Regions from separate parts of the Oryctolagus cuniculus genome. Here region 2 is linked to region 1. Evidence: chromatin contacts called from public Hi-C data. All regions are on one chromosome and are shown on one strand. The core of a region is the stretch at or near the end of the contact, and the rest is flanking DNA. Distances in the headings are between cores, read along the strand shown.

The links. A called contact is a pair of places that touch in the nucleus more often than the background predicts.
Region 2: a Hi-C map of an unstated tissue shows a contact between it and region 1, with 2.6 times the contacts expected there. The contact joins two enhancer-like sites. A contact is called at or near these places in 3 of 6 Hi-C or Micro-C datasets (ear pinna, psoas muscle and an unstated tissue).

The regions. Positions count from the first base shown.
Region 1 is chr8:25,116,551-25,121,940 of mOryCun1.1, forward strand. No RefSeq gene overlaps it. Among named protein-coding and RNA genes, the nearest start is that of MGST2, 11 kb to the left of the region's middle. Within about 2 kb of position 2,156, at least 1 of the 8 cell types and tissues checked has an H3K27ac peak or open chromatin away from gene starts, as enhancers often do.
Region 2 is chr8:25,304,288-25,309,677 of mOryCun1.1, forward strand. The region is part of intron 1 of LOC127483149 (a long non-coding RNA gene); the gene reads left to right. Among named protein-coding and RNA genes, the nearest start is that of RAB33B, 10 kb to the left of the region's middle. Within about 2 kb of position 3,059, at least 2 of the 8 cell types and tissues checked have an H3K27ac peak or open chromatin away from gene starts, as enhancers often do.

The sequences.
Region 1 (5,390 bases), core at 906-3,405:
GAGCCTGAGACTCAGCCTTTCTCTTCAGTGTGTCCCTCAAGTTGAAACGTTATCCTGTCTCTCCAGCACTGTCTGGCTCTTTCAGGAGGCACCCTGTGAAGACACGGAGAAACCACCATGCGGGCGGTGCAGTAAGTGGCTCCCACTGGAAAAAAAGGGACTCCTGTGTTTTCCCTTGGTGTCTCTCCAGGACTTGTAAGGCAAAAGAGGGAGCGAACCAGCAGATGGAAGGCCTCTCTCTTTCTCCCTGTTTCTACAACTCTCACTGTCAAATAAATCTTTAAAGAAACAAACGTGGGGCCAGCACTGTGGCATAGTAAGGTTAAGCCTTCATCTGCAGCACTGGCATCCTACAGGGGTGCCGGTTCGAGTCTCAGCTGCCCCACTTCCACTTCAACTCTCTACCTGTGGCCTCAGAAAGCAGCGGAAGATGGCCCAAGTGCTTGGGCCCTTGCACCCACATGGGAGACCCAAAAGAAGCTCCTGGCTCCTGGCTTCAAATCAGCTTAGCTCTGGCCATTGCGGCCATCTGGGGAGTGAACCAGCAGAGGGAAGACCTCTCTCTCTGTCTCTCCCTGTCTCTGACAGCGTGAGCTGTCAGACCCAAGTGAAGACAGGTTCTAAGGAGCTTAGCCACTGGGTCATGCCCAGCCATTAAGTCTCCCAGCTGAGGCCTCAGACAAGTCGGTCCTGCTGGGCTGCACTGACTCACTTGGCCCACAAGGTAGATGATTGATTCAAATCCCTACATTTCAGGTTGGGTGCCATGGTGTGGCAGGTTAAGCTTATGGCGGCAATGCCCGTATCCCATATGGGCTCAAGTTCATGTCCCGCTGCTCCACTTGCAATCCAGCACCCACATGGGAGACCAGGACGGAGTTCCAGGCTCCTGGCTTTGGCCTGCTTCAGACCTGGCTGTTGTGGCCATTTAGGGGAGTGAACCAGTGAGTGGAAGTTTTCTCTCCTCTAAGTGTGTTGGGGGTGGGAGAGGGAGGTGGCTAAAGTGGTTGGATCTCAGCCACCCACATGGGAGACCTGGACTGGGCACTTGGCTCCTGGCTTCAGCATTGTGATTTAGGGGGTTAAGCCACCACCTGTGATGCTGGCATCCTACTTGTGTGCCGGTTCAAGTCCCGGCTGCTCCACTTCTGATCCAGCTCCCTGCTAATGACCTGGGAAAAGCAGCAGAAGATGGTCCAAAGTTTGAGTTCCTACTACCCATGCGGGAGACCTGGATGAAGCTCCTGGCTCCTGGCTCCTGGCTCCTGGCTCCTGGCTTCAGGCTGATGCAACCTTGGCCATCTGGGGGATGAACCAGTGGATAGAAGATGTCTCTCTCTCTCTCTCTCTCTCTCTCTCTCTTTCAACTAAATAAATATTTTAATTAGCCATGTAAAATCATCGTGTGCACCTGCAGGCTTAATGGGAGACCATCAGCTCCAGCTCAGATGGTAAGAGCTTCTCTCTCACCCAACATAGCAGCTCAGACCCTCCTATGACACAAAAAGTCAAGGGCAGGCTCCAGGCCCTGGTTCTCATCTCAGCAAAAGCCTGAATCAAGGGCAGGGCCTCGGGGGGGGGGGGGGGGTCTCCCAGTCCCAGCTGGGACTCTCACGACCCACACCCACTTGTTCCCCAACACACACGTCCCTCCAGCACCCCCACCCACACGACCTAATTTCAAAAACCCAAAGCCTAGAGCAGAAGCAACTTTTGATCCTTTACAAAATTATGTCAGGGGAAAGAAATCTGTACAAGAAAAAATAAAGAAGGGAAGGAGGGTTGACTCAGTTACCGGGACGCCACATTTCGGATACTGTTTGTGTTAGTGACCTGTTTCTCACACGAAGAGACGGGCACAAAGAGATGGACTTGCCCAAGATTGTGCAGCCAATAATCTGCAGAGCCGGAGTCCACTTGGAACACAGCACAGCGCTCTTCTCACTACTGCTTGCCTCCCAAGAGTCTGCATCCGTTTCCCTGTGACTCTGCAGAACGGAAGGTCGTTCTGTTTGGGGCAGACCCCTGTACCTCCTCCTGAGCGCCACCAGGTGGCGCAGTGAGAGGCCAAAACGCGGCTGCTTTTTTATCAACGCGCTTGGCCAGACAGACAAGCGCGGGGGAGAGCAGCTGCCAGCAGAATGTCAAAACAGAGTTCTATTTAGGAACGCGAAGCCTTCTGCCTGCCCCTGTCTCCCACCGGGATCCTTGGATGGCTCTCAGCAGACTATAAATGAATTAGCTGCTTTCTTCCTTCCCCATCCTACTGCTAACCCACATTTCTGATTCTATTTTCTCTCCATCCCTGACACAGGGCACAAGTCCCACCCACATCAGAGGAGAGCGCGTCCTGAAGTGAGAGGGCGGCGGGCGAGCTGGGTGGGGAGAGGACCCAGGCCTGCAATCCCGCTCCAGCGCAGCAACCCAGGGCCGCTGCCCAGACACCTCCCTTCCTGCCCACTTCCGCAACCCCCCTCCACGCGCATCGCGCCAGACCCAGAACACACAGGCACAGGCACACGACACGCAGCTCACACGCTAACCTCCTGTAGCCTGGTCTGCTCCACGTGCCGCAACAAAGTGCCACACACAGGGTGGCTTAAACAGCCTAAATCTGTTTTCTGGCCTTCCCGGAAGCTGCAAGTTCAAGATCCAGGTGCGGGCCATGTGGCTTCCTCTGAGGCCTCACTGCTGGGCCTGTGAAGGCTGCTCACTCTGTGTCCCCCCAGGGCCCTTTCTCTGTGCTCCCCTGGAATCTCTCCACGGGCTCTGCCTCTTTCTGACTTGGGCCACAACCCAGCCTAACGGCCATAGCTATACTCCACCACTTCTTTTTTTTTTTTTTTTTTTTTTATGTGTTAAGCTTTTATTCCGTGAGAAAGATGCATTGGAAAGAGCGCTATCTAGAAGAGATATAAATCTGGATTCATACTGAGCACCAGGAGCCAGCCACATGGAGGAGTGTGCAGGCCAGGAAGCATGGAGCAGGTGGCCCAAAGGCCACGCACCCTGGAGGCGCAGGGGCAGCAAACGCCCGTGATGGCAAAAAGCCAAGGAAGAGAAAAAGGACCGGACACACTGTGTCCCAGGCTTTTAATCCACTTCCAAGGGGGCATGGTCAATTAACCTGCTTAGCCAGTGGGTACTCAGGTGTGGCCAGGTAGGGGCATGCGGTCACACAGGGGCGTGGTGAAGGCGTGGTCTTCCAGCTCACAAACCTGATCAATTTTATCCTGTATGCCTGCCTACATCATTCCCCCCAGAGACTCCATTCCATTAATCCTAGGGGATATTGAAGGTCGTAGAATCATCCATTTTCTGTAGCTGCTTCCTGCTTATGAGGGGCGTAGTATGGGCCCTGCCTGTCGAGGATCTGGAAGTCTCTATCTTAGCTAACAAATTCACATTGTGAGCTGGAGCAGTCTAGGTCACTGCCAATGTCCGTGTCCCCTGCATGGTCAGTTACTCCCAGAAGTCGAGTTCTGAAACATATAAGATTGTTAATTAGCAAAGGCAAAACTGGAACAAAACCAATTGTGAGTAGAGTGCCCCTTAAGCTGAAAAGAGCATATCTTACAGACGCCCAGATAGTGGGTGGTGATAGACTACCCTCATGTAGACTATAAACCCATTTAGCTTGAGCATAGAGCATTATAATGGAAGAACCCATTAGGGGTTTTATCATCAATAACAGTTCTCAGAGAGAATCAAGAGAGGCGGGCACAGCATGTCTGCCTGAAGGGGCAGCCGTCTCCACGCGACAAACACAGAAGTTCTACTTATCCTTTTTGCTTTGAAGAGGTACTTAAGGTCTCTGATTGGCTCACAGGAATAGTCAGGCGTGTCTTTTGAGTTCACCTGTGAAGACTTAAGAGGTGGAACTTTAATCCCAATTGCACTGCGATAGCCATGCTCAGTAGCACCTGGTCAGGTCCCTTTCATTTAAGCCGAAACTGATCTGAAGAGGATCTTCCTATGAATGGCTTGCTCAGGAATGCCTAATGTTGGAGTTTTTGTCAAAAACTCCTTAATACTCCACCACCTCTATAAAGATCCTCATATTCGGAGGGACTCAGGGTTAGGGAGGCACTCGGGACTAGGGAGGGACTCTGGGTTGGGGCTCCAACATAGGAATCTGGAGGTGGCACAGGGGACAACTCCACAAGGAGACCCAGTCACGGCCTTTCTGAATTCCTAAGTCACAGGCAGAATTTTGAGCTTAATGAAGACGGTTGGCCCCACCAGGTCCCGGGAGAAATCTATAGGTTCCATCGTGTCTGCACCTGGTGAATTTCATCTGCTGTGTGACACCAAGGGAGAATACGGACGAAACAACACAAGCAGTTGTCAGAGACCCCTCCCAAGGGCCTCACAAGCACCCGCTGATAGACCCAGTTAGGGGTCTCTACCGATGAACTAGCCAGAGCGACCCAATATCTGTGCCTGCACGGAGAGCCCATGTTCCTCATTCTCTCTTTTGAACGTCATCAAGACATTCCTGGAGACCCTCGCTCTCTGGGGTCTTTCCACATGGAAGACGGTGCTGAGGCTCCTACCTACTCTACCTGTAATACTCTGGGCTGCTGTAGAGGTGGCAGAGTTGACCTCAGGTAGAAAGTTTGGGCAGAGACTGCTCAACATGAGAGTGTCCCAGGCCAGGCTACCTGGTGACTCACTGAGAAGAAAGTCATGTAAAATTAGGAGCTGGTGATGTGGTGCTGCCTGCGAGGCCGCCGTCCCGTTTCCCAGCTACTCCACTTCTGATCCAGCTCCCTGCTAATGCGGCTGGGAGGGCACCAAAAGATGGCCCAAGTAGTCGGGCCCTTGCCACCCATGTGGGAGACCTGGATGGAATTCCTGGCTCCTGGCTGTGGCCATTTGGGGAGTGAATCATCAAATAGATGGAAGATCTCTCTCTCTCTCTCTCTCTCTCTCAAATAAATATTTGAAAAAGAAAGTCACAGGGCTGGCACTTACCATTTAGCAGCAAGCTAAATCAGTAAATAGTCCACTTTGTATCTCACAGAAGCAACTGGACTCTCTTGGAAGACACAACCCTTGCACTTGCCTGCAGTGCCAGCATCCCATTTGGGTGCTGGTTCAAGTCCTGGCTGCTCCAATTCTGATCGAGCTCCCTGCTGATGGCCTAGGAAATCAGTGGAAGATGCCCCAGGTGCTTGGCCCCCTGCCCCCTGTGGGAGACCTGGAAGAAGCTCCTGATTCCTGATTAGGCCTGACCCGGCCCTGGCTATTGCAGCCATCTGGAGAGTGAACCAACAAATGGACGATCTCTCTCTCTCTCTCTTTCTCTCTCTCTCTCGCTGACTCTCTCCTTCTCTCTAACTCTTTCAGATGAATAAATATTTTTATAAAAAAGAAAATAAAGTCAT
Region 2 (5,390 bases), core at 1,809-4,308, 190 kb after region 1:
TGCTTATATTGTGTTTGTGCTGTACATCTGCACCTTCCACACAGGTCCAAAGCATTCCTCTTCCTCTTGTAGGATTTCCAGTTCAGTTTTCTCTCCTAAGAGTGCATCTCCTACATTTTTTTTTTAATTGTTCAACTGTTCATCCCTAGCCTAGCGCAGTATGTCAATCCCTAATCTGCCATCTTGGAATCTCCCCCTAACATCACTTCAGTACTTTTCAAACTACTCCAGAATATTTAAAAGGATGGAACTCTGCGAAAATATTTTAATGAGGTGAGCATCACTCACAAAACCAAAGACAGTACAAAAAGGAAACTACAGATACCTTTGATGAACTTAGATACAAGAATTCTGAGCAATATCTTAGCAAACTGAATCTAACACTGCATTACTCACACATCGTCAAATGGGATTTATCAGAGAGGCAAGCAAGGGTGGTTCAACATAAGCAAATCAATAGATGTCATAAACCCTATCAACAGAATGAATAACAAAAACCACGTGATGATCTCAGTAGATGCAGAGAAAGCACTTGATTAGATTCAGCAGCCTTTTAAAAAGAAATCAACAAATTGGATATAGAAGGAACATACTTCAAAATTATAAAGGCTATATACAAACAAAAGCCAGCATCATACTGAATGGGGAAAAGGTGAAAGCATTTCCCCTCAGATCTGGAATGAGACAAGGATGTCCACTTTCACCACACTTATTCAGTAGAGTATTAGAGGTATTAATGAGTAATTAGGGAGGGGAAAGGAAAAACAGGATATCAAAACTGGAAAGGAGAAGCAGAAAATATCGGGGCCAGTGCTGTGGCACAGCCTGTTAAAGCCTTGGCCTGAAGCACTGGCATCCCATATGGGCTCCAGTTCTAGTCCCAGCTGCTCCTCTTCCAGTCCAGCTCTCTGCTATGGCCTGAGAAAGCAGAAGATGGCCCAAGTTCTTGGGCCCCTACACCCACGTGGGAGTCCCAGAAGAGGCTCCTGACTCCTTGCTCCTGGCTTCGGATCATTGCAGCTCTGGCTGTAGCAACCATCTGGGGAGTGAACCAGCAGATGGAAGACCTCTTTCTCTCTCTCTACCTCTCTATAACTCTGTCTTTCAAATAAATAAAAATAAAATCTTTTTTAAAAAAAGAAACAAGATATCCATGTTTGCTGATGACATGATGTTGTACATGAAAAATCTAAACACTCCACCAAAAAGCTGTTGGTACTGATAAACCAATTAGTAATGTCGCAAGATACTGAGTTAACATACAAAAGCTGTAACATTTTCATATACCAATAGTGATCTCACAGGAAAAGAAATCTCATTCACAATCACTGAAAAAAAAAAAAAAACAAATATTTAGGAATATATTTAAGCAAAGAAATGAAAGATCTCTACAATGAACTTTATAAAACAGATGAAATCAAATCATCAAAGACACAAAAAATTAAAAGATATTCCTTGCTCATGGATTAGAAGAATTAATATTGTTGAAATGTCCCCACTACCTAAAGCAATCCTTATCAAAATTCCAATTATATTATTTAAAGTATAAGAAAAAAAATCTTAAAATTCATATGGAACCACACACACAAAAAAAATTCAAAAATAGCTAAAGTGATCCTGGACAAAACAACAGATAAATTCAAGCTGGGGTTGCAAGGTGTCCGGTGCATAACAAATCTTCCCAAGCAGGTGAATCAATTAATTCACAAGCTTTTATTTGGATTCTGCCCCCCCCCCGGGTGAGGTTCCCCGGTCCCAACAGAGTGCATCAGAGGTAGGGAGAGCTCCTTTTATAGATACAGGGCGTGGGGGTTAAAGGTTGAGGCAAGTCTGATCCTCATTGGTTGACCTTTAGGCACCCGTGGGGACCTTGACAAGGACTTTTCTTCCCCAGAAGTGCAGGTAGGGACTCTCCATTCCCGGAAATACAGGCCTTCTCTCCTTGCAGATTCCAAAGCTACCAGGGGTATCACAATACCTGATTTCCAAGTATACTACAAAACTACAGCATTTAAATAAGTCAAAAAATAATAATAATGATAAAGGGCCAGCACTGTAGTGACATACATTAAGCCTCCTCCTGCAGTGGCGTCATCCCATATGGGCTCAAGTCCGAGTCCCAGCTTCTCCACTTTTGATCCGGCTCCATGCTAATAGTCTGAGAAAGCAGTGGAACATGGCCCAAGTGCTTGGGTCCCTGTACCCACATGGGAGACCTTGCAGAAGCTCCTGGCACCTGGTTTTGGATCAGCCCAGCTACTGCCATTGTGGCCTTTTGGAGAGTTAACCAGGGGATGGAAGACACTTTCTCTCTCACTCTCTCTCTCTGCATCAGTCCTAAGTCCTTGGGCTCCTGCACCCACGTGGGAGAACCGGAAGAAGCTTTGCCTCCTGGCTTCAGACTGGCCCAGCCACAGCCATTGCAGCCATTTGGGAATTGTACCAGCAGAGGGGAGGTATTCTCTCTTGTCTCTCCTCTATATCTCTGCCTATCAAATAAATAAATCATTTTTAAATGAGAGAAAAATGCATTTTCAACATATATATTAATAAATACATTAACAAAAAAAGTGCTCCAAGTATTATAGGAATATCAAGTAAGAATCAGCCACTACCCTTAACCCTGAGATAGAACCCTTCCTTCACCCCAGACCTAGGCTGAGATCTACAGATTGACAGACAAGTCCACGTCTCATTGAATGGAAGGGAAGTTGCTGTGGTGCTATGCCAGTGAAACATGCTGGAAATCCACCTTGAACTTTAGGCATCAAGGCTTTGCTATGTCACCCTCTTCTGACAGTGCTTAAAATTCTCCCTTTGGGTGTCAGAGAAAGCTATTTACGGTTAGGTGTTTTGAAAGAGCCACTCTGCTACAAAACAGGGGGATCCAAACAGAAGGGGGTTCTGGAAAAACTACCAACACTGCAGGAGCCTGATTCTGGGGATGGCGCTTTCGCTGCAGGAGCCAGGCCTTAGGAAGCTGCCTACACTGCCACAGTCAAGCAAAGGAAACAAATGTGGGCACTTCACGAGCTGGGTGCTACAGAAGCTGTGTGTGTTGCAAGAGTTGGCCAGGAAAGCAAGCAAGAATCAGGAAGGAAAAGTTTCTAGCACCCTCTACTGTCATAGCTTAACATTATGCCAGCTGGCAAAGGAAAAATATTTGGAGAACCCAGTTCCATTTCTTTTTTACAGAGCAGGCAATGAAGCTGAGAAATAAAACTAGTCTTAATAGCTTAAAGGAGAAAAATCGTAGGTGTCATCATCTCTATAGATGCTGAAAGGCATTTGATAACATTTACTATCCATTTGTTATCTAAAAATCTTTGGCAAACTAGGAATCAAAATATATTTCCTTTGCTAATAGAGTATCAAGCTTTCTCTTCCAAAGTGTGGCTGGTAAGATTCTCTGGGGATCCTCCTCCTGCAATGGCTGTACTTTGCATAAGATATGCTCTAGAAGGTATCGTTGATTCCCAAGAGATCGAGAACGTTCTAAGGAATCCCCACCACTATGAGCTACACATAAACCTGTAAACGAGGATTTTTACAAACAACTTGGAGAACGTATGTCTAGCAGCTGTAATCCAGCTTAGAAGCCATGCATGGGACTTACTCACTGAGAAAAGAGTCTGTGGGAGCTGAAGTGATTTTAAGTCTGTGGTGCTTTCCAGCCTTGAACAGAAATGGGAGGAAATCTAGGGGGAAAAAAAAAACTGCTCATGCCTGCTTGAAACATCATCTTCCTTGAGCTTTTCTAGAACATCAGTCTTGGATTGCTTTTACCCTGTTTCCCAGATTGTTTTCCCCCCACCCCCCTTTAAACTTTGTGTAGCACAGAGCTCTGGACTCTGTTCTTATTCTGCAGTTTGTCTCTTGGCAATCTTACCCATGTTCATAGCTTCAGTTACCACCAAAACCCGCATGCCCAGCCCATATTGCCCAGTACTGAGCTTGCAACTTATGTGACTTAGTGCCTACTTGGTTTCTTGCATTTCCATGAGCACCTCCATAGAAACACAGCACCTTCCTTATCCAAACTTGGTTCTCTTCCAGTGTTACTTATTTTAGTGAATCGTACTGTCGTACAACCCAGCTGTTTAAGTCAATCCACCCATGGCCTGCGCCTCGGCTCACTAGGCTAATCCTCCGCCTTGCGGCACCGACACTCCGGGTTCTAGTCCCGGTCGGGGCGCCAGATTCTGTCCTGGTCGCTCCTCTTCCAGTCTGGCTCTCTGCTGTGGCCCGGGAAGGCAGTGGAGGATGGCCCAAGTGCTTGGGTCCCTGCACCTGCATGGGAGACCAGGAGGAAGCACCTGGCTCCTGGCTTCAGATCGGCGCAGCGTGCCGGCCATAGCGGTCATTTGGGGGGTGAACCAATGGAAGGAAGACCTTTCTCTCTCTCTCTCCCTCTTTCTCTCTCTCTCTCTCTAACTCTGCCTGTCAAAAAAAAAAAAAAAGTCAACCCACCCAGTCCCTGTGAATGCGACCTTATTCAGAAATAGTGCCTTTGCAGATGTAATTTAAGGTCTTGAGATGAGATTACCCTATATTAGGGTGGGCCCTAAATCCACTGACTGGTACCCTTACACAAGAAAGGAGAGATAAAAGATGCAGGGAAGAAGATCCCTATGAAAATGAAAGAAAAGGTTGCGGTTAGGCTGCCGCACAGGAAACACCAAGAATTGCCAGACCTGCTAACACCTTGATTTCAGGCTCCTGGTCTCCAGGACTGTGAGAGAATAAATTTCTATTGTGCTAAGTTACCAAATTTGTGATAATATGTTATGGTAGTCCTAGGAAATGAGTACATCTACCTTCTAAATATCTCTGAAATCATCTGTTTCTCATCACTGCCTGCCTTGTCTCCTTGCTGCTAGTTTCAGCCCATCATTTTATTTTATTCTATTTTAATTTTATTTCAGAGGCAGAGAAACGGAACTCCAGTGCCCAAATGCTTGTAGTGGCTGAGGCCAGGCTGAAAGCAGGAGCTGGGAACTCAGTTCACATCTCTCATGAGGATGGCAGGAACCAATTATTTGAGCCTATTACTGCTGCCTGCTAGAGTGTGCATTACTGGGAAGCTGGAGTCACAACATAGCCAGGGATCCACCCTAGGCCCTCCAATAGGAGATGCAGGCATCCTAACAACTATGCCTAGTGCCCATTCCCATCTTTTAAAAATACGTGAAATTAAAAAAAAAAAAAAAAAGGCCGGCACCGTGGCTCACTTGGCTAATCCTCCGCCTGTGGCACCGGCACCCTGGGTTCTTGTCCCTGTTGGGGTGCCAGGTACTAGTCCCGGTTGCTCCTCTTCCAGTCCAGCTCTCTGCTGTGGCCTGGGAGGGCAGCGGAGGATGGCCCAAGTGCTTGGGTCCCTGCACCCGCAT